Linked DNA regions of Mus musculus: region 1 is linked to region 2. Evidence: chromatin contacts called from public HiChIP or PLAC-seq data. All regions are on one chromosome and are shown on one strand. Each heading gives the region's core, a stretch centred on a gene start, on an enhancer-like site or on the middle of the called end of the contact. The rest is flanking DNA. Distances are from core to core; before and after follow the strand shown. Region 1 holds the start of A930004D18Rik (RIKEN cDNA A930004D18 gene). Region 2 has its middle 19 kb from the start of H2al2a.

Region 1 (3,819 bases), core at 1,083-3,582, 59 kb after region 2:
AAGAGACTCCTGGGTTCCCTTTGGGAATTGCTAGATGATTTGAAGAGTGCCCTTAAAAGAATTGTGTTTGGATAGGAGAGGGGGTCGGGGAGTCATGCAGAAAGAAGCATGAAAATCCAGATCTAGGGCATGGTGTAGATTTAGTGTTCTGATGGGGCTCTGGTTTATTTTGTATATGAAGTTCAAATTTAAGTAAAGCCCATGTCTATGGGCTGTAAGTTGCTCTTCTAATGTTTTATTGGGCAGTGTATTCTATATTGGCATTTTATATGCATAATCTCATTTCAGTGCAGAGCTGCATACTAAATCCTGGAGCAAGCAGATGAGAATGCTGTATGGATATTACACTCAATTTCATTGGCTTCAATGAGACTTTGCACATTGCGATTTCCATTGTAATGGCTTATCTTTGGCTAGAATTTTACACATTGACATGCTATTCCTTTGGCCAGGATCCTGAATGAAGAAACCATGTCAACGGCTCAGTCAGCTATAATGATTCCTTCCATTCACATTATAGAAGGTAACTGGACTCAATGGTCCTAACAGTATTTATTAAAAGGTTCCTCATTTTCTTTTCCTTAACAAAAAAATTTTTGCACTTTTCTTCCCATTGAAGACCACATTTAAGACCAGTCTTGAAGTATACACTAAAGTTCAGCTCAGAGAGTTGTGGGAAGTTCACAATCAGGGTGCTTCCAACTCATCTGGAAATCCTTCTGTTGTGTCAGATCTCAACCAGGTCAGACCAACAAGAGATTAATGCAAGTGACAAGATTTTAGAATCCCGGTTACCCACCTGCAAAATAAGTAATATTTTCTCCCCATGTAAGTTTCACAAAATGAGTTATGCTTCCGTTGTATTTTACTATAATCTCATATTACAACTACAAACACAGGTTGAAATGTTTAAGATAATATGAAATGCTGATAGTTTAGGTAAAGTGGACATTTCATAGATAATTTTTATCAAGAAGATGGTAAGAGTATATGACTAATTTCCTAGCTTACTTTTTAAAATTCACAATCCATTAAAAATGTAAAAGGATTTTTAAAGGATTTAAATGTTCTTATTATTTTCTTAAACGCATGTGAACAGCAGAACCACTGGACAGTTCTAACGTTAACCAAACTCTTCCATTAAAAAAAACAAAAAACAAAAAAACCTTCCTTATTTAAAAAAAAGTGTATTAGTCTTCTTTTTAAAATCAGATAAGAAACACTTGAGCCATAAAGATGTACACTCTTAATTCTCAATCACATACTTTAAGCTTGTTTAAGAAGTCTTTTATTATTAACAGAAAAAAATAAAATTGGCTTTCTGAAGGCCAATTTGCCACATGATGTGTAACACTTGGAACAAAATTAAAAGCACCTCTGTACATTTGCATCTGGCAATGCACTCTGTGTCGGACCCATAGCCGTGTGCATGGGTGTGTATGGAATGGAGCTCTTTGGGTGTGGTGTACATGCTATTTGCCACACTCAAAGCAGAGCATCTCAGCATTTGAGGGCCAAGAGGTTGGGATGCTCTGACCCTTCATCCCAGCAAGAAAGTGCAGTAGTGACCACAGCTTCCATACTGCCTCTCTCAACTCTGCTGTAAGTCTAGCTCTTCCTTTCTTTCCACTCCAGGAGAAAGGCTTCCACCTGAGTGTGAGGGTTAGGTAGGGGGAAGAATGGGGGGAGCTAAGAGGGTGGAAAAAGAAAAAAGGGAAGACAGACAGGAAAAGGGTGAATAAGCCTGTCTATGGCAATTTCTACTATAACATACAGTTTTTAATTCAAATAGGTGTAGTGATGAAAAAATCTGAAAGCTTAGCCTTCCTTGGGACTGCATCTTTGGACCCAACGCAGAGGAAGCAAACTACCCTTTGACATTTTCCCTGCTGATGATCAGGGGATCAGGGTATTCATCTGCAAGGAGGGAAAACAGGGAACTTGAGGAGGATGAGTGTGAGTCATGCTTTTCTTCCTGGCAGATCCAGGAGTCCAGGCCCTTCCAGGGTGTTTCAGAGATTGAGGAGTTTGCCCTTTCAGCCCCTGAGCAAGCTGTAGCCTATGCATTTGTGTGACATCCAACTTTCACAGGAGAGGGGCAAGGTGGCTGCTAAGTTTGGCACAGTCCCTCTGTGCCTCACCACAGACCATCACTTACCACAGCATTGTGTTTTTTCCTGGAGCTAACCCAAAGGAGGCAAGCACTAAGGATGGAAATTCTCTTCCAGCCTTCCAGTGTCTCTGAATGCTTCTTCAGTAACTTTCCAAGAGAGTTCTGTTGAAATGGTTGGTTTGTCATCTTAGTCAAGAGGATGGTAGCCACACAAATGGCGTTTCCCTCTCTCTTCCTCCCCAGCTTCCGGCCTGGGAAGGCTTTGACAGATCTGTGAGCTCCTTGCTAAGCTGCTACTATTTTAGGGTCTAAGTCTACTGACTAAGTCTTTATCCAATAGGGTTAAACACAGACATATTGATAGCCCTGATTAGAAGAGTGGCTCCTTCTGGAGAACCTCAAAGCTTTTCTTGACTCCCAGTTCCTCCCGGGACAGAACAAGAGTCTTTTGTCTTCTTCCAGACACCTAACCTGAAGGAAGACTCAGACATGAGCTTCAAAACTGGGATATTCTAATGCACTATAAACCTAGTTTCTTTGGTGGTTTTTCTTAGGGACTTCTTTCAGACTACCTGTTTGTACACACACACACACACACACAGAGAGAGAGAGAGAGAGAGAGAGAGAGAGTCTTAATGGGCTGCAAGCTCTTCTAATTCTTGTTCAGAAGCCAATCATGTCTCTGGTCAAACTCACTGTCCTTTGCAACAGAGGACAACTGCTGTCCATCTCCCCTAGTTAGACACCAGTCTATGTGGCTAAGATCCAGGCCATAAAAACCAACCAACCATCATCCAACAAAGTATTGCTTGGCATGTATTGTAACTCTAATATCACACAGATCTAGAAATCCTGGGAGCCAAGTGTTGGCTGCTCCCTCACGAGTGAAATATTAAGTTGGGCAAAGGTTTGTGGAGCATCCACTAGCCCACTTCTAAGTGCTACTGTTAGGTCTTAGAAAAATAAGGTGAGGAGATCAGCATGAAGGGTGGTGACAGGGTTTGGCTCCACTAATTTGGGGGTCGTGTTTTTCAAAGCAACCAAGTGATCTTTAGGTAAAGCCAAATACACAGGAGGAAAGCATCCTGTTTTGAGAGAGGCAGGAAGTGTAGATGCACAGCTATAACCTGTGAGTGTGTTAATTACTCAGGAAAAGGGCTTGGGAGCCCAAGGCTTGAATTTGGTGAATTCATGCAATTTGGAGCATTCCGACTTAGTATTGATCCCTAAACTCAATTTTGAAAGCAGCCTCCACCGCAGATGTGTGGGTTGTGTTATCCCAGTATTTGTGCGCATCGATTGACTAAAATAAAATGCATCATACTCTCCGCAAAGAAGGAAGAATCAGGGACAGTCACAAGAGGAATAGCAGAAAGTGCATAGTTAATATGGGTTGTACGCCAATCCGCGAAACAAGTGCTCTAAACCCAGGGGGATTTCATGGACTAGCTAATTTGGTGAGAGCGAGAGTGCGGAAGGAAGCAGGGCCATCTAAGAAGGGAAAGGAAGATAGCTAAACACAGGGTTTCTCCCTCACTGGAATTAACATTTCCCTGTGATTTGCATCAGCTAATGTCCAAACCCTCACAGTCCACCCAAGCCAGGTTTTCTGACACCAGTGGAGGCTCAAGAAGAAATCTGCTTTTTTCTAGCTGCAGTGTCAGAGGGAAAGGTTGCAAGGCAGGCGTCAGGCTGCTTTTCCCTTG
Region 2 (4,115 bases), core at 1,236-3,735:
AACAAACCCAGAAGGACGTGGAAAATCAAGACAAAACGAGGTGCCAAGGTTTGGACAGCAGACAGTTGAGTGATAAATGATTTAGCATCCTGAGAAACTAAATCCTAATCTGACAGTAAAGAAAGTCAAGAACTGACTAGGCTCTGAGCAGCAGACAGTCAGAAGTCAAGAACGGATGCATCAGCACTTCTGGAAGTGGTGTTGATATGGGGTCAGCAGGGCATGGGGTAAGAGAGCAAAAACAAAGGAACTCTTTGGAAGTCTGGAATCAAGTCCTCAACTCCTTGGACAACAGCCAACAGAGAAGCTACTGCTTCATCCCAACATGGCAGTCTTCAAGGACAATGCAAAAGATCTCAGAACGTCAGCACCCAGGAGTCATGGGAAGCAAGAGAAGACTTCAGGGTGTGAAATTGCTGCCCTTCTGTATCCTCTCAGCATATAGGACATAAACAAGACTACCTACCTTAAACAAAAAACTTTCTGTCTTTATTTTCCCACAGAATCTGACAAAGAACCTAGTTGGAACATCATTACTGAACAATCAGCCTACTGTGAGATCAGCTAATAAGTGCCACACAGCCCACAATCATGATTCTGCAGTAGTTGACAACCAAAGATCAGTAGTTATCCAGGGAGACACTCTATCATGAGAAATAGATACTACAAAGTCAGAGGGAAGAGTCCACAAGTCACCCTTAATTTTACCCCAGCAAATTCAAGGCTCCAAAGATTATCTCAGGTTAAAGGATTTGTTAAAAGGACTCATAAGGACTTAGTGGAAGCCTGGCTGTGGTGGTGTAGGCCTTGAATCCCAGCACTCTGGAGGCAGAGGCAGACAGATCTCTGAAGTCAAGGCCAGTATGGTCTACAGACTGAGTTCCAGGACAGCCAGGACTATGTAGAGAAACTCTATCTCAAAAAATAAATAAATAAATAATCAAACCAAAGACAAGACAAAACAAAAACAAACAAACAAAAACTTACTAGAAGCCACTCACAGCTATAGTTTATTTGCTACGGCTAAGGATACAGGTTAACACCCATCAAGGAAACTCCAACAAGGAAGGACACATGGGCAAAAGCCAGAAGAGTTTCAAGGAGGAGTTTCCAGTTGTCGGCCCCCTATGGCATCATGGGTACCATTCATTCTTCCCAGTAATGATGTCTGTAACTCTATGGACAATGTGTTATCCAAAGAGGAAACTCCTCAAACTTTGATGTACATGATTTTATTGGGGTGACTGGCTTCCCAAATGGCTCATCTCAGTCACCAGTCCTTCAGGAACACAAATTGATCCAACACAACCCAAGGCCCTCACATTAAATCCCATTTTGGTATAGTCCAAAGATTTCAGGCAAGCAAAACTCTGTACCTGACAGAATATTCCAAGGTCCTAAGTCAAAGGTTAGAACGTGCCACGGGCAAAGTCCATCAGAATTCTGGTACTCAGGTGGGCAAGGAGTCAGCAAGTGACAAACAGACTCAAACAAAAGAGAGTGCTGAATCTGAGTGTAATTTTTCAAAGCGAGCATCAGGCTTATATAGTCATTACAGAAGAAAACAAGGAAGTTAGGTAATACATCAGCCAAGATACATTAAGGTCATGCATTATGACTCTTTAAACAAAACAAAAAAAAATACATACATGAAAACTGGCAGGAACCAGGCAGTGTTTACAACTGAGATAAAATCAGCCCTATCTAAAATCAGATTATTATTAGAAGCCAAGGACAAGGGGTTCAAGCCCTAGCCATAGTTCCAATTCTAGTCTATTGTATAACCCACCTTCTTCTTAGGCCATTGTAAATTCCTGTATATGGGAGTGACTCAGCTGTTATTCTAAGTATTTACTCTAGTTCCTTCTTAAACCACAACCCACATTCTTTCTTCTATTATGTAATGTAGTCTGCCAACATGACAGTGATGAGTATTCTAAGATTATTTAGTTGAACTTGTCCTGAGATTTCTTTCTTTTTTGGGGGGGGGGGGGGGGTATTTGAGACAGGGTTTCTCTGTATAGCCCTGGCTGTCCTAGAACTCACTTTGTAGACCAGGCTGGCCTCAAACTCAGAAATCCGCCTGCTTCTGCCTCTCTGCCTCTCTGCCTCTCTGCCTCTCTGCCTCTCTGCCTCTCTGCCTCTCTGCCTCTCTGCCTCTCTGCCTCTCTGCCTCTCTGCCTCGTGCTGGGATTAAAGGCATGCCACCATGCCCGGCTGCCCTGAGATTTCTAACTCTTTTTTTTTGTTTGTTTGTTTTTCGAGACAGGTTTTCTCTGTATAGCCTTGGCTGTCCTGGAACTCACTTTGTAGACCAGGCTGGCCTGGAACTCAAAAATCCACCTGCCTCTGCCTCCTGAGTGCTGGGATTAAAGGCGTGCGCCACCACGCCCAGCTGAGATTTCTAACTCTTTCCAGTAAACAGCAACGCCTGTTTTCTTTCACTATCTCTCTATCAACACTGGAGGCATTTCGTCTGAATAAGTAACATTCTTACGAAATTCAAAGCCCAAGGTCAGCTCAACCATTGACTAGGAGGTTGGGACAAGGGTGGAGGCCAGGAAGCAATGTTCAATCTAACTTGACTATTCCTCAAATCATTCCTTGGGGGCACTTATAATAAAACAATACTGAAAGAAAGTGTGCGAAACCCTCTACAGACTATATCAAGGACAAATCTGGACCACATCCCTGTTACGGAACCTCCTGGAGACCAGTTTCCATGAACCTTTTGGTTTGGTTTGTTTTTTTTGTTTTTTTTTTCTTTGTTTTTTTGTTTTTCGGTGTAGTCCTGGCTGTCCTGGAACTCACTCTGTAGACCAGGCTGGCCTCAAACTCAGAAATCCGCCTGCTTCTGCCTCCCAAGTGCTGAGATTAAAGGCATGTGCAACCACGCCCAGCTGGCAGATGGATTTCTGAGTTCGACTCAGGACTGAGGCCAAGCTTTTGGACTTGTCATACAGAATACACTGGAGTGGGTGTGGCAAGAACTCTTTTGGACAAGTTCAGTTCTTTACTATACTTGTTTTTGTTTTCTTTTTGTTTCTTTTTTTTTAATTTATTTATCATATTTAAGTACACTGTAGCTGTCTTCAGACATTCCAGAAAAGGTCGTCAGATCTCATTACGGATGGTTGTGAGCCATCATGTAGTTGCTGGGATTTGAATTCAGGACCTTTGTAAGAGCAGTCAGTACTCTTACCCGCTGAGCCATCTCGCCAGCCCCTTGTTTTCTTTTTATATTTATTATTTTTTGCTAGTTTCCTATGTAGATATAATTGTAGCTGGCTTAGTTACTTTGTATTTTCTTCTTTCTCCCACCCTTTAACCCCACCCCCCCCCCACTCCTTATCACTTAGATGGGAGAGAAAGAAGGATAGAGTAGAAAGGGAGAAATCTCTGAATCTAATTTCTTTCCTCTTGTTTCTTCTTTGCTTGTAGCTGGTCTTTGCTACTTTCTGGGTTCTTCTTTTTCCCGTCCTTTATATCCTCACCACCAACCATTTCAACCTCTAACACTAAATAAAAGAGAAACAAGGATAGAGGGGAGAGAGAAATTAGAAAAATCCCTGTATCTAATTCTTTACTTTTGTTTTTTCCTTGACTATGGCTTCTAACAAACCTCAACCAACATGCCCCTCCCTTCCCTACCCCCACACCCAGCTCCACGAGAAGACACAAACACACACACACACACACACACACACTCAAGGATCAACAACCCCCCTCCCTATAAAACCACACCTCTGCTAGAGCATGCAGCAAATCATAGTCAGCTGCAGCAAGCAGTCTAAAGTAGCCCTGTGTTTTTACACTTGGGATTAAAACAAAGGCACATTTGTATAATATTTCTATGTTTTTAAAGAAATTGAAATTCTGGAATTTTCACTACATAGAATACATTCTGGATATTTTCATCCCTTCTTATACTCTCTCATCCCCTCCCACTCCTGCTGAACCCCGTTTTGCCTTCCCAACAATTTCCCTCCTACACTTATATTGTTTTGTTTTGTTTTGTTTTGTTTTGTTTTGTTTTGTTTTGTTTTTCCAGACAGGGTTTCTCAGTATAGCTCTGGCTGTCCTGGAACTCACTTTGTAGACCAGGCTGGCCTCGA

What was found. HiChIP or PLAC-seq counts read pairs in DNA pulled down with a chosen protein or histone mark.
Region 1: an H3K27ac HiChIP or PLAC-seq map of embryonic stem cells shows a contact between it and region 2, with 19 read pairs. The contact joins the promoter of A930004D18Rik here to the enhancer-like site in region 2. A contact is called at or near these places in 1 of 15 datasets of contacts at CTCF or cohesin (embryonic stem cells), 23 of 484 Hi-C or Micro-C datasets (embryonic stem cells, morula, reprogramming fibroblasts and 2 more), 14 of 115 datasets of contacts at active chromatin or transcription factors (bone marrow-derived macrophages, embryonic stem cells, expanded potential stem cells and 1 more) and 2 of 9 other capture datasets (adipose tissue and pancreatic islet).

What each region holds. Positions count from the first base shown.
Region 1 is chr2:18,035,409-18,039,227 of GRCm38.p6, forward strand. It overlaps A930004D18Rik (RIKEN cDNA A930004D18 gene), which reads right to left and starts at 2,333. Exons shown (of 2, transcript NR_028376.1): 1 at 2,159-2,333.
Region 2 is chr2:17,975,971-17,980,085 of GRCm38.p6, forward strand. No RefSeq gene overlaps it. Among named protein-coding and RNA genes, the nearest start is that of H2al2a, 19 kb to the right of the region's middle. Within about 2 kb of position 2,486, at least 21 of the 459 cell types and tissues checked have an H3K27ac peak or open chromatin away from gene starts, as enhancers often do. A contact at or near this core is called in embryonic stem cells, morula and trophectoderm, where this site is marked.